6 separate regions of the Mus musculus genome follow, and all the other regions are linked to region 3. Evidence: chromatin contacts called from public HiChIP or PLAC-seq and promoter capture Hi-C data. All regions are on one chromosome and are shown on one strand. Each heading gives the region's core, a stretch centred on a gene start, on an enhancer-like site or on the middle of the called end of the contact. The rest is flanking DNA. Distances are from core to core; before and after follow the strand shown.

Evidence for each region. Promoter capture Hi-C pulls out the DNA fragments that hold promoters and counts their contacts. HiChIP or PLAC-seq counts read pairs in DNA pulled down with a chosen protein or histone mark.
Region 1: an HNF4G HiChIP or PLAC-seq map of pancreatic cancer cells shows a contact between it and region 3. The contact joins the promoter of Coro6 here to the promoter of Slc6a4 in region 3. A contact is called at or near these places in 6 of 39 promoter capture datasets (the C10 cell line, embryonic stem cells, liver and 2 more), 1 of 15 datasets of contacts at CTCF or cohesin (pro-B cells), 22 of 484 Hi-C or Micro-C datasets (B cells, the G1E-ER4 cell line, cardiomyocytes and 9 more), 10 of 115 datasets of contacts at active chromatin or transcription factors (cardiomyocytes, craniofacial prominence, embryonic forebrain and 6 more) and 2 of 9 other capture datasets (adipose tissue and macrophages).
Region 2: a contact with region 3 is called in an H3K4me3 HiChIP or PLAC-seq map of bone marrow-derived macrophages, with 5 times the contacts expected there. The contact joins the enhancer-like site here to the promoter of Slc6a4 in region 3. A contact is called at or near these places in 3 of 39 promoter capture datasets (cranial neural crest, embryonic stem cells and hippocampal neurons), 1 of 484 Hi-C or Micro-C datasets (bone marrow-derived macrophages), 9 of 115 datasets of contacts at active chromatin or transcription factors (bone marrow-derived macrophages, craniofacial prominence, embryonic limb bud and 4 more) and 2 of 9 other capture datasets (adipose tissue and macrophages).
Region 4: a contact with region 3 is called in an H3K4me3 HiChIP or PLAC-seq map of bone marrow-derived macrophages, with 3 times the contacts expected there. The contact joins the enhancer-like site here to the promoter of Slc6a4 in region 3. A contact is called at or near these places in 12 of 39 promoter capture datasets (cranial neural crest, embryonic stem cells, frontonasal cranial neural crest and 6 more), 3 of 115 datasets of contacts at active chromatin or transcription factors (bone marrow-derived macrophages and embryonic stem cells) and 2 of 9 other capture datasets (adipose tissue and embryonic stem cells).
Region 5: a contact with region 3 is called in a promoter capture Hi-C map of the SN4741 cell line, with 4 times the contacts expected there. The contact joins the promoter of Bhlha9 here to the promoter of Slc6a4 in region 3. A contact is called at or near these places in 12 of 39 promoter capture datasets (the 3T3-L1 cell line, 3T3-L1-derived adipocytes, the C10 cell line and 8 more), 3 of 484 Hi-C or Micro-C datasets (all in embryonic stem cells) and 1 of 115 datasets of contacts at active chromatin or transcription factors (stem cell-derived neural progenitor cells).
Region 6: a contact with region 3 is called in a promoter capture Hi-C map of second pharyngeal arch cranial neural crest. The contact joins the promoter of Ankrd13b here to the promoter of Slc6a4 in region 3. A contact is called at or near these places in 17 of 39 promoter capture datasets (the 3T3-L1 cell line, 3T3-L1-derived adipocytes, the C10 cell line and 11 more), 1 of 15 datasets of contacts at CTCF or cohesin (large pre-B cells), 6 of 484 Hi-C or Micro-C datasets (the G1E-ER4 cell line, cortical neurons, embryonic stem cells and 2 more), 15 of 115 datasets of contacts at active chromatin or transcription factors (the 230-238 cell line, astrocytes, bone marrow-derived macrophages and 10 more) and 1 of 9 other capture datasets (liver).

What each region holds. Positions count from the first base shown.
Region 1 is chr11:77,462,660-77,465,359 of GRCm38.p6, reverse strand. Coro6 (coronin 6) reads right to left here and starts at 1,449. Exons shown (of 10, transcript NM_139128.2): 1 at 1,250-1,449. The coding sequence starts at 1,447.
Region 2 is chr11:77,353,877-77,356,576 of GRCm38.p6, reverse strand. The region is part of intron 2 of Ssh2 (slingshot protein phosphatase 2); the gene reads right to left. Among named protein-coding and RNA genes, the nearest start is that of Coro6, 110 kb to the left of the region's middle. Within about 2 kb of position 1,381, at least 17 of the 459 cell types and tissues checked have an H3K27ac peak or open chromatin away from gene starts, as enhancers often do. A contact at or near this core is called in adipose tissue and bone marrow-derived macrophages, where this site is marked.
Region 3 is chr11:76,997,289-76,999,988 of GRCm38.p6, reverse strand. Slc6a4 (solute carrier family 6 (neurotransmitter transporter, serotonin), member 4) reads right to left here and starts at 1,392. Exons shown (of 14, transcript NM_010484.2): 1 at 1,314-1,392. RefSeq lists cis regulatory regions at 1,486-1,493, 1,687-1,920, 1,470-1,920, 2,398-2,700 and promoters at 1,342-1,686, 1,342-1,920, 1,342-2,700.
Region 4 is chr11:77,408,837-77,411,536 of GRCm38.p6, reverse strand. The region is part of intron 5 of Ssh2 (slingshot protein phosphatase 2); the gene reads right to left. Among named protein-coding and RNA genes, the nearest start is that of Coro6, 54 kb to the left of the region's middle. Within about 2 kb of position 1,441, at least 59 of the 459 cell types and tissues checked have an H3K27ac peak or open chromatin away from gene starts, as enhancers often do. A contact at or near this core is called in adipose tissue and bone marrow-derived macrophages, where this site is marked.
Region 5 is chr11:76,671,100-76,673,799 of GRCm38.p6, reverse strand. Bhlha9 (basic helix-loop-helix family, member a9) reads right to left here and starts at 1,330. Exons shown (of 1, transcript NM_177182.4): 1 at 124-1,330. The coding sequence starts at 1,251. The coding sequence ends at 556.
Region 6 is chr11:77,488,788-77,491,487 of GRCm38.p6, reverse strand. It overlaps Ankrd13b (ankyrin repeat domain 13b), which reads left to right and starts at 1,446. Exons shown (of 15, transcript NM_001373882.1): 1 at 1,446-2,049. The coding sequence starts at 1,936.

The DNA of each region.
Region 1 (2,700 bases), core at 200-2,699, 470 kb before region 3:
ATTAGGAAGTCTGATTCAGAGAGACAGGCTGACCTAACAAAGTACCCACAGCAGGACACGGAACCCAGACTCAAGTTAAGGTCTCATTATGTTGATTAGCCTAGGCTGATCTTGCCTCGGTCTTCCCAGTGCTGGGCTCATGGGCGTGAACCCACATGCCCTGTGAGGAGGATGTGCTTGAACCTGTCCCCCAAGTTGGAGGACCTTTGGCAAGCCCCTGGAGAGAGAGGTCTGAGTGAGTGACTCTGACGGCAGTGGCTTAGCCCCTGGGGCAGACCTCTCCCTTGGTTTCACCTTGGAGTCATAGGCAGCACGCAGTCTTGGTGCTGAGTGTCCCTTACCAGGGGCTGGCACTCGTCTTTCTTTTTGTCTTCATGAGTAAGTTGTGGGAGCTCTGAAGACTCTGCAGGGGTTGGCATTGGCCCAAAGCACATAGTCTGGGAGAGAGGGTGACTAAATGCCATTGACATGGCAGTCACACTGGGGGAGGAGGTGGCTCGGGCTGAAATGTGAGCCCTTGGGATGCTGTCTCTGGATGGTGTCTGCATTGTCCAGCGTGAGTCATAGGCTATTGTCAGGCCTGTCCTGACCCCACCACTTGTGAGGTCTTCTTTAGCAAGGTATAGGGCTCAGTATCTAGGTCAAGGTTATGCTTTGGGGTATCTCTCCTGGGGTACAGATGGCTACGTGTCTGCAAAGGTGGCAGTCAGTGCCTGGCCCTTTCCCTCATGTGCAGGGGAGGGAAGGCTCTGACTATTGTAACTTCTCTTTTTAGTTTCATCCCACTCCCAGGATCAGAGTCTGAACACCTCTCTCTCTCTCTCTCTCTCTCTCTCTCTCTCTCTCTCTCTCTCTCTCTCTCTCTGTATCTCTGTCTCTCTCTGTTTCTGTGTGTGTCTGTGTGTCTCTCTCCATCTCTCTGACTCTGCCTTTCTCTGACACTAGGTAAAGATAAGGTTAGAGTCTGACTGGACCTTGGTCTGCTGTATCCCAACCATCTCCATCACTAACACCCATCTTGGTTTCTGCTAGGAACACAGTGCTCTGTGGCCTAGAGATCGGGCGCACAGGTCACGCTGATGTTGCTGTTCTCCACCATTCTTTGTGGGTTTGGCAAAGACAGAGTACCCAGTCCACACAGACTGCCCTTCTGGAGGCCTGGACTTCAGTGAGAAAAGGCTAGTGTGGGATATATCCCAGAGACCCTAGCCAGTGCCCTCCCAATTGCTTTCTTCCCCTCACCCCTCACCTTGGCCAGAGGCAGGACAATGAAGGCACCTCCACCTCCAGCCTCCACAATAATGGCTAGAAATTTGGGGTTGACGGCACAGAAGGCGCTGTCCCATGTGACCTTGGATACCCGGATGTCCTCATAGGCCTGGTCAGCCTTTGCTGCCTGACCAAACACGTGGCGGAACTTGCTCTGCCGAACAACACGCCGGCTCATGGCTGGGGCAAAGATAGGGAGTATCAGAGTCTAGAGGCACGTTGGTCCTTAATCCTGCGAGCTGTGGAAGGGAGGAGTGAGTGAGTAGGATTATCTGGCCAGGATCTTCAAAGTGACCAAAGTTGGAGGCTGGTTTTTGACATCTGTCTCATGTTGTTTAATATGAGGGACAAGGATGGGGAATCTCACCGCTTCTTAGACACACAGGCTAGCCGGGATAGCAGAGGCTGACACAGGGCTGAAACTTCCTCCAAGACCTAATGTTTTGAGGAGGAATATCAGGGGGTCCCCTCATGCTGCTAGTCATGTATGAGACCTCTTTGCAAGTGTTTGTCTCTCTGAAAGGCTCCCCACCCAACACCTTCTCTTTTAGTCAGTGGACCGTAGCTCAAGGCTAGGTAGGACTGCAGCCCTCAAGATCCCATATTCACATCGCTGAGTTCAAGCCGGTGTGTCTTTTTCTACAGCTTGGCCAAGAGAAGAGGTCCTTTTGTTAGCCCTGCTTCCTACTCTTTTTAAAAGATTCCTCCGGTGGTGTGGGGTATGTGGGAGTAGGGCGATCTTCCTTCTGTCTATTTCCCCATGCACTGATTTCTCCGGATGGGGTGGGGTGGGGGAGTCCTGGCTATGGTCATCTGACACAAATATCATACTTTGGTCCAGCCTCTTGGGTGCGATGCCTGGGCTGGCTAGTCCGTTCTCTTGAGGGTGGGGGCCCTCGACCCCACCTGCAAGGACCAGATGTGCAACCAGGGAGGAGGTGAGGTCCTCTTTCTGGTTCTACGACTTCGGCTTCTGGAGCTAGGAGCTTAGCAATGCTTGCTACTTTTCCCAAGGGGACACAGCAGGTTCTCCCAAAGGCCAACTGCTTCCTGCCCCTCCCCTGCCCGGGCATCCTTGTGCCCTTCAAACCACTTCTGTAGCCCCAGGCCTGAAGGCCGGCCTACTCGCCCCCTCCTCCAGCCTCCTGCCCCGGCAGTGCGTTCCTGTGAGACTAGGTGTCTCCTCGCCAGCCGCTGTCCGGCCAAATATAGACACCAAGTCCGCCCTGACGAACTGAATTTAGCGGCGGGGGGGGGGGGGGGCGCAGACCTCTGCCCCCTCCAGAGACCCCGCCCGCGCCGTTGGCTGCGGTGGCGGAGGCAGGGAGGGGGGTACCTGGTCCTAAGCCGGGCGGGGGTGCTCACGCTGCGACTCCTCTGCGGAGCGGGCCGGGGTATGCGAAGGGCCGAGGAGGCGGCGTCCGTGCGTCC
Region 2 (2,700 bases), core at 132-2,631, 360 kb before region 3:
GCCATCTGTAACTCCAACTTCAGGGGGAATCTAAAACTTACATATCCACACACATGTCCACACACATACACATATTTAAAAATAAGAATAAAACTGTAAAACACAGGCCTCAAGAATCTATAAATTTAATACTTAACATCTAGCAGTTTAAATCAGTAAAAAATGTATCATGGTACTAGGAGAGTGTTTTATTAGTTATAGAATGCTTGACAGAGATGTGCAATTAGAATTTAGTCCCCAGCACAGCATTAAAAAATCTGGAGTAAGGTTTTTAAGGAGAATGAGGTAATATACATAGCACTCAAAACTGTGTCATCAGGGTAACAGTGCAGCGAAAAATCTGTAATTATTAACATAGTATTAATGTTGATATTAATATAGTCACACTGAATAGGCTGGGGACTGTTGAGCTGTCCCAGTGTACTAAGACTGACAACTTGACTTCAATCTTTGGAATCCATGTGAAAAGACAGACGTGGTGGCACACATCTGTAATTCCAGCACCTTCTAAAGCAAGATGGGAGATAAGAGCTAACTCCTGAAAGCTCAAAGGCTAGTCAGCCTGGTGTATGTAGCCAGACAGAAACAAGTCATACCCTGACTCAACAAGGTGGAAGAAGAGAACCAATTCCCGAAGCTTATCATCTGACCTCCATATCTGTGCTGTGACACATGTATACACATGCATACATGCACACCTATGAGCAGACACATGCACATATGATCACAAACATGTACATACATCAAAGCTTTTTTTAAAAAGGTATCTTCTTTTTTTATTTTTTTAAGAGTTATTTATTTATGTACACGAGTACAATGTAGCTGTCTTCAGACACACCAGAAGAGGGCATCGGATCTCATTACAGATGGTTGTGAGCCACCATGTGGTTGCTAGGAATTGAACTCAGGACCTCTGGAAGAGCAGTCAATGCTCTTAGCCACTGAGCCATCTCTCCAGCCCCACATCAAAGCTTTTATGCACATGTAGCTTCATAGAGTTTGGATCAGCAACAGCAAATGCTGTTCTAGGTTTCCTTTCTACCAGAAACAAGCCATGTATTTCTGTCCAAATTACGTCACTATTTTTTTTTTCTAATTACTTACTACATCAAATGCTTTTCCAAATCTGCCTCTGAAAAATATAACGTAGTGGCTGCCAAAGGGTGGCATACACTAACGTCATGAGCATCATTTAGGAACTTGTTAGAAGAGCAACTCTCTAGCCTACAAGTTCAGAAACCAGCAATTTGTGTTTTAACAAGCATTCAAGGTATTTACGATGAAAACTTAAGCCTGGAAAAGAACATATGAAAACAGCTGGACAACCAGAAAGAGGAACTGAAAAGTTAAAACAAACAAAACAAAAAAAACTCAACATCACCAAATTACAAGAGCAAATGTTGGCAGGAGGATCATGAGTTCTAGGCAGCTTGAGCTACACAGCAAAGCCCTGTCTCAAAACCAGAAAACATGGGGCTGGAGAGATGGCTCAGTGGTTAGGAACACTAACTGCTCTTCCAGAGGTCCTGAGTTCAATTCCAAGCAACCACATGGTGGCTCACATCCATCTGTAATGAGATCTAATGACCTTTTCTGGTGTGTCTGAAGACAGCTACAGTGTAGTCACATACATAAAATAAATAAGTCTTAAAAAACAAAAACAAAAAACACACCTGAAAACAGCCACCTCCCCCTGGGAAAAAAAACCAAGGTCATGAAAGTCAATATTATATGTTGGATAATTTCAATATGCTTCACTACTGTAGACCTTGAACTTTTAGAGATCATTGATGTAAAGTCAGTAATTCAAATCCATACACCCAATCAAGAAAAGAAATATACATATTTTAGTTCAAGGATAAAAAGCTAAAAGAAGAACAACAACAAAAACCCTCATTAGCAAACTAAGAAATGACTTAAATATCTAAGTTCCAGACTTCTGAGTAGAGGTTTTCATAGTGGAATCATTTTTAAAAGTAAACTTGGGTTGGAGATGGCTCAATGGTTAAGCTCTCTTACTGCTTCCACAAAGGATCAGAGTTCAATTCTCAGCACCCACATTACTGGCTACAAGACACTTGTATTCCAGCTCCAAGGGATCCAACATCTTTTCTGACTTCTAAGGGCACCTACATGCATGCGTATAAACACATACACACACTACTGAAAAAAAAAAAAAGCCAGATGTGGTGGAGCACACCTCTAGTCCCAGCACTCATCTGCTAGAGGTAGATGGATCCCTTCAGTTTTTTTTTTTTTTCCAGAATTTTAAGTGTTTGTTTTATTAAAAAGCATATGTGGGCTTTTACAGGGGACAGAAAATTTTACAATCATTTTGATCAGACTGATTCAAGAGTTTTTAATTTAAGACTTATTTTTCTTTATGTGTGTGTTGTGTATATAGGTGAGCATGGAATCTAAAACAGGGTATCAGATCCCCTGGAGCTGGAGTTACACTTGGTTGTGAGCTGCCTAACATGGGTTTTGGGAACTAAATTCAGGTCTCTGCAAAAGCAGCAAGTGTTCTTAACCACTGAGCTATCTCTCTTGGCTCAAAATTCTTTAAAAATATTATGCATATGTTTGTGTGTGTGTACATGTATGATATACATGTGGAGGCAGAGGGCAACCCTGTGTGTCATTTTCAGGGACCTCCCTCCATTACTTTTGAGACAGTGTCTCTCACTGACTGGCCTGGAT
Region 3 (2,700 bases), core at 143-2,642:
GGAAAGCTCCATACCCAAATGAACAAGCTGCTTGGGGGTGGTCGGCTTTGTTTTGCTTTGGAAATGGGTCTTGTGTAAGCTAGCCTTGACTTAGCTAAGAAGCTGAAGACAACCTTGAACGCCTGAACAGTACAAGTATGCCTTAGCACACAGGGCAGAGTCAGTCTTTCTTTCTCTCTTCTTACCATGCAAAGTCTCTACAAGGCTCCAACCCAGGAGATTTCAGAGATTAACTGCCAGGCTAGGTCCCTACTTTTCATGTAGCTTAGTGGTACGATGTCTGCTCCGGGTACAAAAGACCCTGGATTCAAGCCTCACAGCTGCCCAAAACAAGTAAGATATTGCCTGCACTGCAGAAGAACCCGCCCATCAGCCTTTTCTGGAGCAGTACCTCTCGCTGGGGACCAGGGTGGGAGAAGGAAGCTATCCACAGCTCCACGAAAAAGTGAAGGGCCATAGTCAGAGCTGTTTCCCCCTCCATGTCCATCCAACAGCCTCCAACGCTGTCTTGGCTCTCTATTACTTTTAAACAAACCCCAGTGTTGTTGTTTTCTCAGACATGTTTCCCATGTAACTGAAAACACATTAAATATTTGATTTCTCCCCTTACTACGATGAGAGCTAGCAGGTCCATAAATAATCCATTGACCTGGTTCATTTTTTCTGGACAAAAAAAAATGATCATAAAAATACATACACACCCTTCAAATTCTTGAGCACTCTTAACTAAAAAGAATAATTCAATATGCAACACACACACAAACGCGAAAAAAAAAAAATCTCGGGCCACCAACCAGCCTTTTAGAAACACCCCCGCCTCCAGCAACTGTTGGTTACACACTTTAGTATAGCACAGCCCACTGGTACTTCCATAAATTCTGAATGGCCTGTGAGCTGTCTGAGTCGGCTCGCGCTCCGCAGTGAGACCATTCGAGCGCACAGAGAGAGGCTTGACCCTCTTAAGTGTCTCTCAAAGGTTTCTCTGGTTATTTGGGCATTTGTGTCTGCCAGCGTCTTTGCATAAAGCCACCTACCAGCCCTTGTCTCAAAAGTAAAGCCCAAGCACGGAATCACGGCTGGAAACTACAGCAACTTTTGCCAAAAAGCGAGGCTGCGCTGGGCCAGCTCTGGGTCTCCAGGGTTTCCATCGGGTCCCTCGAAAGGACCCTGCGCGGTGCAGACAAAGGCACCCGAAATCCAGGCAGTCAAGCGCGGGGACCGAGGGCTTCTAGAAAGAAGCGTGGGTTAGAGACAAAAAAGAAAAGAAAAAAAAGAGAGAAAAAAAGAATAAGAAGAAAGGGAAAGCGACCCACCTGCGGGAGGCGCGGCGGCGGGTCCCGGGCTGCGGAGGCGGCTCGACCCTCGCGCCCTCGAGGCACCGGCGCGGCCGCTGGAGTGGCGCCGCCCGCCGCGCTATTTGTACTTGCGGCCCCTCACATGGTCTGATCTCTAGATAGCCGCCGCCAAAGAGCTCCGCAAGAATTTTTGCGTCACTTTGAGACCGAAGAACTTTGTTTCTCTGCTACCGCAGCTGGAGGGGGGGGGGGGAGGGGCGGGGTCCACGCTCCCTGTCCGGTGGGAGGGCGGCAGAGCCCCCCACTCATTCCTGCACATACAGCAGCCAGGGCGCAGGGCCGGGCAGGGCAGGGCAGGGCGAAGGATCTGACTCTTCTGCTTTTGGACTAGTGTGGCTGGAGGATGCTGTACAAAACGAGGTTCACTTCTGCCCTTACCAAATCTGCCCTAAATTACGTTAAGGTCCTGCTCCGTGTCACTCCCTAAGAGCATTCTTTCTTGACCACAGCCGATTGCGGACCGTCTTTCCAAGGACTCCTGACTTTGTCTGGGTTCTCTAGGTGGAATGCGAGCTTAGTCGGGAACCTCCCCATCCCGATAGCAGCCTACAATAAGCACCCCCGGGAGGATCTGAGAGTGCTACTTAGCCACAGGAGGAAAATTTTGCAGAGAACATCGGTGTTGGTCCGCGGACCCGCCTGTGCCTGTGGGGTTGGGCACTGGACAAACTACCAGCCTTTCAAGCCGCTCAGTATTTCGACAGGAGCACTGTTTTCAAGTCTATATAGATTGTTTTGTTCACACACACACACACACACGCACACGCACACGCACACACACACACAGCTTAAAAATGAATTTAATGTTATCACATTCTTTTTTTCACCAAAATTACGGGAGCTTTTTTTTTTTTTTTTTTAAAGAGCAGATATGTTACTTATTTTGGACTGTGTCTGAGGCAGAGAAGTCAGGACCCGGGCCGGCCAGCCTGTCTCTTCTCATCCGGCCAAGCGAGTGAGGGAGAGCTAGAAAAGAGGTAGTAATGGCGAGTTCGGTGTCTGCGAGAAAGCCCCGGCGCCCCTTTGTTCCAGAGGGGCTCGAGCCCAGACATCAGAAGCCGCAGCTGGGCTGCGCTGGCACCAGGAAGGGCTGGTTGGTTCACTGTCCGCAGGTGTGGGCGGTTCCCGGCCGCAGGGATCACCAGTACGAGGCTTTGGTGCCACCTAGGCTCCAGGGCCGGGAATGCAAGGAGCGGCCCTAGCGATGTGGGGGAGCGGACTGGCTGGGGGAGCTGACCTTAGGCAGGCCTGGCCATTCCATGACCCGGAGAACCCCAGGGTCCCAGGGTCCTCACTGGGCCCCTCCCTTTCAATGAACACACGTGTCTGCTGTCTCCCTTCCGTG
Region 4 (2,700 bases), core at 192-2,691, 410 kb before region 3:
AGTTACTGCCTCCAGCCTCAGGGGGAAGCCTCAGCAGTTTCCATGCACCAAAAGTTCCTGTTCTACAGGGTTTCCAACTGAGGAGTCAAGGGGAACTGAACAAAGGAAATACAGCCACAGCAATTCTGTTTAACTGTACCATACTGTTCTACAGGGGAGCTGTTAATCACACATGACTAAGAAAGTAAATGAAATTTGACTAGTTATGATGAGAATTTATTTTTTTTACATATCATTTTAGTCTTTACTTATTTAAATAGCCAGGTGTCAAATGGCAAAAATACTTGACAATATAGGTCCACATAGGTAAAAATCCAAACCAGAGGTTAGAAACTTCCATTGAATGTGGAAAGGTAGGTATTTTCCCTACTTCCTCGTCCTTGAGATAGTCTTATATATAAGACTGGATGTCCTGAACTTACTACGTAGACCAGGCTGGCCTCACCTTCTTGGCAATTCTCCTGCCTCTGCCTCTGGAATGATGGGATTACTGGAGCATGCCACCATTCTCAAAAAATGAGTATTTCCTTACTAAAAGGGCTGTTACTTATGAAAAACACTAGAAGCTACTGCAAGAGAAAGCTTCCTAAAAGTGGTTGCCAAGCCTCTGTAAAGTCAGAGCATATAATTAAATGCTGTAACTGGTATACATGTTCACAACACATTTCCCAAGCTGACTTTTGTCTTTTCCCCTCCTAACTTGTCATTCCTGGGAAAAGGGCAAGGAAGCTCAACTAAAGGACGATGCTCTTGATTGGACGGCCTGTCAGCTTGTCTATGGGGCATTTTCTTTTGATTGCTAATTGATGGAGGAGGCAGCTTATGGTGGGCAGTGCCATCCCTAGGCAAGTGGGCCTGAGCTGTATAAGAACTACCTTATTTATACATGTGAGCCTGGGAGCAAGCCCGTCAGCATCCTCCGCTTTAATCCCTGACTCGAGGTTCCTGCCCTGGCTCCCCATGATGTTGGTCTATAACCTGTGAGCTGAACTCTTTCCTCCCAAACTTGAAAAAAATTTTTAATTTTATTTTGTGTACATGGGGTAGCATGCTGGAGGCTAGAAGAAGACAACTTGAGTTGGTTTGTTCCACTATGTGGGTGCTGGGGAACTGAACCCAGGTTGTTGGGGTTGACAGCAGGCTCACATACCCACTTAGCTATCTCACCAAGTTCATTTTGGTCAGTGTTTTATTGCAGTAACACAGAGCAAAGCAAGACTACTTCTATGTACAAACTAGAGTAAACCAAGATTTTGGAAGATACTTTCTAGAGATACTAGGATTTCCCTGCCCCCAACTCCAAATCGGAAGGACAATCATTGTCATCTATACCCCTTCCTCCAAACCCAGGGCTTTGTGCGTGCATGTGCATGTGTGTACGAGTGTGTATAAATTTCCCTAGGCCTGGGCCACGCCCCTCGCTATTGCACAATTCCATTTTAGTCCTAAACCAGGAAGTCATGGTTTGAGACATCTGGCAGGATTTCCTGAGGCTTATTATCTCAGAGTGTAAAGATCTGCTTAGCAGCCACATTCCACAGGCTTCTCAAAGGTTCTTCAGAAACAGTAGGGAAATACAACAGAAAACCCTAATGCCTTAAGGATATAGACCCAGCTCCTTCCAATAATAACCACAATGATCTGGAGTCGGTCTGAGATATCTTTAATTACAGGAAGCAAGGTACATGTGAGTTTTGAACCCAAGACCAGTGGTATATTACCAAGAAAGGCGTGAGCCCTTGGATTATCAAAGTAGAGCATTACTGATGGAAAGACTAGATTGGCAGGAGAAAAAAACATTACCCCAGAGCTATGTTTCCATTTGCTTAATTTTATCATTAGTACCCAACAATAAGAGAAAAGTAAAGAATAAGAGTAAATTAGAAATAGTCAAAGATTTTTACCAAGTGTCACTGCCTCTGAAGATCATGGTCAAAACTTATTTCCTAGTTTTATGCCTTGATTTTTGTGTCTATGTGTGTGTACATGTGTTCATATTTTTATGGGGTACATTTGGAGGCCAGAGGTCATCTTGGGTGTCTTTCTCAATTGCTCGTCACCTTAGAGACAGGTTCTCACAGATTTGGCTAGGCGAGCTCCTTGGCTGCTCACAGAAAGTCCAGGGATTACCCTGGCTCCACTTCATTTGTTGTTGTTGTTGTTGTTTGTTGTTTGTTTTTTTTGTTTTTTGTTTTTTTTTTTTTGAGACAGGGTTTCTCTGTACAGCCCTGGGTGTCCTGGAACTCACTCTGTAGACCAGGGTGGCCTCGAACTCAGAAATCTGCCTGCCTCTGCCTCCCAAGTGCTGGGATTAAAGGCGTGCACCACCACTGCCTGGCGTGTCTCCACTTCCTTACCCCTGGGATTATAGGCTCACACTGCTGTACCTAGATTTTCCACCAACGCTAGGAACTGAACTCAGGTACTTGATCTTACATAGCAAACACTTTACCCTGAGCCATCTCCTCAGGTTGTCATGAATTGTTTTTTAACTTAAAAATTTCATTACCATGTATTCACTGTAGATAATGGGCTTCACTGTGATACCTTCATACATCTATGTTAACCATTTTCATAAACATGTACATGTGGTGGTTTGGATGAGTATGACACTCTCAGGCTTCTGAGATGACGATACTTGTGTCACTACTTGAGGAGAATTAGGATGTGTGCCCTTGTTGGAGTAGATGTGGTCTTGTT
Region 5 (2,700 bases), core at 81-2,580, 330 kb after region 3:
CCAGTGATCCAGTGCCTACCTGGGGGCTGTAGACCCTATTCATCCTTCCAAGATAATACCCCGTTTCTGAGGCTTTTCTGTCATACTAGGACACTGAACTCATTGGAGTCCTGATAGCAGACGGAGAAGACATGTTTCCTTTTTATTTGATCATTTTCTGGGCTTCTCTCAGTTCAGCAGCAGCCCAAACCGGGGAAGAGGACCACAGCATATGCCCTCAGATCATAGCAGCTGCCTACCCACACAGTCCCACAAGTCCCACTTTCCAAAGGCGGCAAGGGAAAAGGAGGGCTCAGAAGCAAAGGAAAGCAAAGGCCACTTTCCAGGAACAAGGGGTTGACCAAGTCCAAACCTAAAATCTCCCTTCTTTTTCACCACCCCAGGCTGGGATGTGGGAAGGCTGCCCTGAGCCCGGTAGTTCCTTCCCATGGTAAGACATCCTCCTTTGCCACGCAAGTCACAACCCCATTCAATTTTGCTCTGTCCAGGATGACTTCTGCCATCTTCTCTTTTGCAGTCACTCGGGCCAAGCCGGCTTCCCTCTGGGTGGCACGATCAAGAGTGCTGGTAGCCCAGCCCAGAACCCCACCGCCACGAAACCGGTCGAACAGGGGGAGCCCCAGGACATTGACGCCAGTTTCCCCCGGAGGTTTGGGCCAAATTGGGCACTTCGGCCATCACCCTAGGCCGCCCCAAGTGCGAGTGCGGGGAACACGAAGCGCAGCGCGGTGTAGGCGGCACTAAGGGGCTGGCGATGTCCCTGCGCGTTAGGCTAGGCGCTATAGGAGACGGCGCTGACCGCGGAACACTGAAGCTGGAATTCCCCGTGCTCGAGCCTTGGGCAGCCTGGCCGTGACACTCCAGGTGTCCGCAGGGCCAGCGGGGCGCCGGACTGGCACGCAGGACCAAGGATAGAGCAGTGATGCGGTGGATGGCCCTGCGCAGCGTAGCGATCTTGGAGAGCCTCTTGCCTCCGAGGTCATGCTGCAGCGCCCGGCGGAGCGCGTTGAACGCCTCGTTGTAATCCAGGATGCGCTTGCGCTCCCGCACGTTAGCCGCCATGCGCCGAGCCTTGGACCGTGTGGGCCGCTCGCGCTTTCTGCCAGCTGCCTCTTCTGCCTCGTCCAAGCTGCTCCTCCTCAGCACTCCAAAATTCCTGCCAGCCTCCGAGCAGGAGCGCCCCAAGTCCTCCACAAAATCCTCAGCCCGGTTCAGGCCCCCGAGGCCTAGTCCTGGCGTGCCTCGGAGCATGGCCTATGTCCTGGTCTCACAGCTTCAGCTATTTGGGTCCAAAAGGCTGCTGGTCCACTGACTGATGGCTCTTGCTGGCTGGACACTCTCTGGACAGGTCCTCTCTAGCTGGGCTTTATGGCACCACGCGGCTCCCCGCCCTCCCAGTCCATCCATCTCCCTCCTCCTGCTTTATTACCTGCCCCCAGGTGAGATGGTGAGGGAGGACCTGAGAGGAAGGAAGCAAGCAAGGAAGGAAGCGTGCAGATTCTTGTACACAGGACCAGCTGGGCAGCCTGGCCACGCCCTGGGCAATGCTCCAGTTGTCACAGGGAACATACTTGCTGTGCTGCACGGACCCTCTCCGGCAACCGGGTTCGGTTTCCCCTACTCCTGACCCCAGGTAGAATGCCACATTAGATTCTTGGCAAGGGAGCAGATAGGGTTGCAGAAGGATAGCAAGGGTGGATTGAGTGAATTTTAAAAACCTTGAGGGCCGGAGAGATGTCTCACCGACTAAGAGCACCTACTGCTGAGCTCCATCCTGAACGCCATCTGTGAGCAGCCAGAGTTGACACTAAGGTACAGCCTGGCCGTTGCAGAAGAATCCAGAAAGGAGGAGCAGATCAGAGGCAGCCAACCCTGCTGTGCTACAAGAAACCTTTCAGCTACCACCGTGAGGCTCGTCTGGATTCTGGGTTGGTGTTTGGATTAAGCCCAACATTCCCCCTACTTTTGGGGGGGCTTCCCTTTCTTCAGGCAGAGCTGGGCTGAGTCAGAAGCAAAGAGTGATGAGGACTTTTATGTCTGGCTTCCCTTGCAATACCCATCAGGGAGCAACTCTTAATGTCCAGGGCCTTTAAGCAGCCCAGTCCCTCTACAGAGTAAGGTCAGGTTAGGAATCCAGGGCACTCTCTCCATCGCTGTCACTGAGGACTGGAATTTTAAACAAGATCAAAAAAGGGAAAGAAAGAGAGGAAAAAGATGGAAGGAGGGAAAGAAGGAAGGAAGAAAGACAGACTCCCCCATGGAATTTCAGGTATGCATTCATGATTTATCAGGAGCAACATAAGATTAAGTTTAACCTCATTCCCAGCCACATTCCAAATGCTGTGGCACCAGCCAGGATGGGCACACAGGTCACACACATATTACCAATGACCTCATTGCTTTCAAGCTGAGTTTTCCTGCAGAGGGAAAGAACGGGGCACTGGGAAACCAACTGCCTGCATTCACTGATGAAATAACCTAAAGGCTGTATTTATCAGGATGGATTCCTCTAATAAGTTCAACATATGTGGAACAGAAAACAGCTAAGCCCAGCATGTTGGCACACACCTGGAATCCCAGCACTTGGGAGGCAGAGGCCAGCCTCAACTACATAATAGTTTGAGGTCAACCTGGGCTATTGGAGACCTCACCTCAAAACCAAAACAGAACAAAAAGTTTAAAAAGTAGCTAGAAACTAGG
Region 6 (2,700 bases), core at 197-2,696, 490 kb before region 3:
GGGGGAAGAAGGGTTTCTGGCTTCCCCGAAGATGTCATCATCCCAGGAACTGAACAGCTCAAATGGAATCATACACAAGGTTTTGAAAACGATTTAATGAGGAATTGTACAGGCATTCTCGCGGCCTCTCCTAGTTGCCCCTCCTTTCTCTAGCCCCCTCCTCAACTCGGGCTGCAATCACGACACTCTGCTGACCCCTGGCGGTGGAGGTGGGCTGCGGCTCTGGGCTGCAGAGACGCCTACCGGCTCCTCCCAGGCTGCAGAAAGGGGCGAGGCAGTCTACTCAGTCCTCCCGGGCCTGGCACCACTGGGTGTGCAGGAAGCAGGAGAGAAGAACACACAAAGAAACCCAAGAAGGGCGCAAGGAGTTTGCAAGCTTTTGCTGTCGCTTCCCACACAAACACTCTCTAGATTGTTGTTCTAAATCGGGTTGGCCAGGAATTCCTTATTTCTGCCTTGAGGTGGGCTCGAGGAAGGCAACATGTTCGCTCCTACCACCTGTCTCAGGCTGGTTGAAGGAGAGAGGGGCCGTTTTCAGGCAGTTCATACCCTTAGCTCATCCCATGAGGTAGTATCTGATCCCAGTTTAGAGGTGAGTGGGCCGAGAAACTCTGAAGGATAAGCAATTTGTTTAAGATCAAGCAATTGTTACGGTATTTAAATACAACTCTCTTGACATTTTCTCTCCCAAGGCATCTTGGTCCTTTTACCATTTGCAGGTGGCCGCCACAGAGGCCAATTTGACTTTGACCACACTCTCTGCAAGGGCTCCTTGTGGAAGCGCTTGTCTCTCTGCTCTTTCAGGAAGCAGGCAATCTGGACTCAGTCATTTTCCTTAGGCAGGGACCCACATGGGATGGAGGTGGGGAAATGCCACCTGCTGCTGTCTTTGCTCAACCTCATCCTGGTTCTTGCTGAGCCATGTAGGGGAAAGACTGTCTTCTTCGCCTCATTAGACATTCTCTTTTCCAACGTGATGTGTGGAAGCTGGGGTTTAATTTTCTGAGAGAGCAAAGATTTGAGAAATATTTCGATTCTCAGACCCCTGGCTGCTTCAGTGACCCTTGGTACTGATGCCCTGCATCTCTCTTAGGGTCACTCTTTAGTCACTATGAATCTAGATGCCTCTTTACCCTCCCTGGGACCCAAGCTCACTTCTGCAGGCCATAGACCCCCGACCCAACGCTTCAGGTCAGCCCTAAAAGCCTCCCCCATTTCCTTGCAAAAGGCAAAATGCCAAAGGGTGGAGGCGCCCCCAACCCACTTGGCATCCAAGTAAGGCCTCCGCTTCGGCCGGGTTTGACTCTCTGTCCACCCTTCCAGGAAATCAGTTCCAGACCATCTCTGGTCATCCGAAACGCACGGTTCTACCAGGCGGACTACAAGCCCCATGATGCTGCGGGGCCAAGCTGTAACTAACCCAGCACGGCGCACCCGGGTCCCCTCCTCTCTTCCCCGCATTCGCTTGTCCCTCACCGTCCGCTCGGGCTGAGGGCCGGGCTATGCGGCTTAGGGGAGCCGGAGGGTGCGGGCGCGCGTCCCTGCGGCGGCGGCGGCGGCGGCGACCCCGGGGCCGGCGCCCCGAGCGCCCCCGCTCCAGCTGCGGGTCCCTGCTCCCTCCGCCGAGAGGCGTCTTTGTGTGCGGGGGTGTGGGAGGGGAGGCGCGAGGCCGCGTGCCGCCGAGTGCCCGCTCCCTCCCAGGGCGGGTGGGGGCTGCTCCGCGCCTCCCGCCGCCGCCTCCCGAGGACGCCCGCCGCCCGCACCACGCCGGGCGCGCCGCCCCCGCCCGCCGCCGCCGCCGCCGCTCGCACATGCCCGAGCCGCAGCCCCGCGAGCAGACAGCTCCGGCCGTCCGCCCCGCGGCCCCGGGCCCGGGCTCCCGCGCCGTCCCTCCCCGCGGGCCGGGCGCCGCGGCCCCGGCATGAGGAGCGGGCGATGATCCCCGCCAACGCCTCCGCCAGGAAGGGGCCCGAGGGCAAGTACCCGCTGCACTACCTCGTGTGGCACAACCGCCACCGGGAGCTGGAGAAGGAGGTCCGCGCCGGCCAGGTAGGAGCGCCGTCGGGGACCATGGCCCCGCACGCCCGCGCGGCGTGGGGAGGGGGCGCGGCGCCGCCTGTCCCGCCTCCCCGGCTAGTTTGCAGCGCTTCTTTGTTTGCAGCTGCGGCTTTTGTGCTCGTTGACCTGAAGTGGGTGATGGCAGCAGCCCCCGCCTGCTTCTCTGGTTCCAGGACCGGTGGCCCACACGTGTTCCGGGCTCTCCGAGACTGGTGTGGAAGGACCCTGTGTTCTTCTCCGTTGGGGCTTGAAGGGATTCTAGGGAGGGGTTGTCGGTTCTGTCTGGGCTCCATGTGGTGGGAGAGTCCACCCCACTCGATCTAGACGCGACATGACATCCCGCGTGAATGTGCAGGGACGGGAAAGGCCTGCGTGGGGAGGGGGCCCACATAAGATCGGGGAACAAGCTGTGTTGCACCCTCGGGCATTCCAGCCCCACCCAGTGCCCTCTCACTTCCTGGTGAACCAGGTCTCTGTTTGTTTAGAGTGGACAGAGCCTATGGGTGCTTCAGATGCCAGCCCTGGCTTCGGAGCCAGGAGTGAGAAAGACCCTATTGGGATGCTCCGGAGGGCCTTGTCCAGGTGCTGAAAGGCGCTCTCCTGCCTCTTGGTGCTAGGGCCTACCTTCTCACCGTGGAGGAA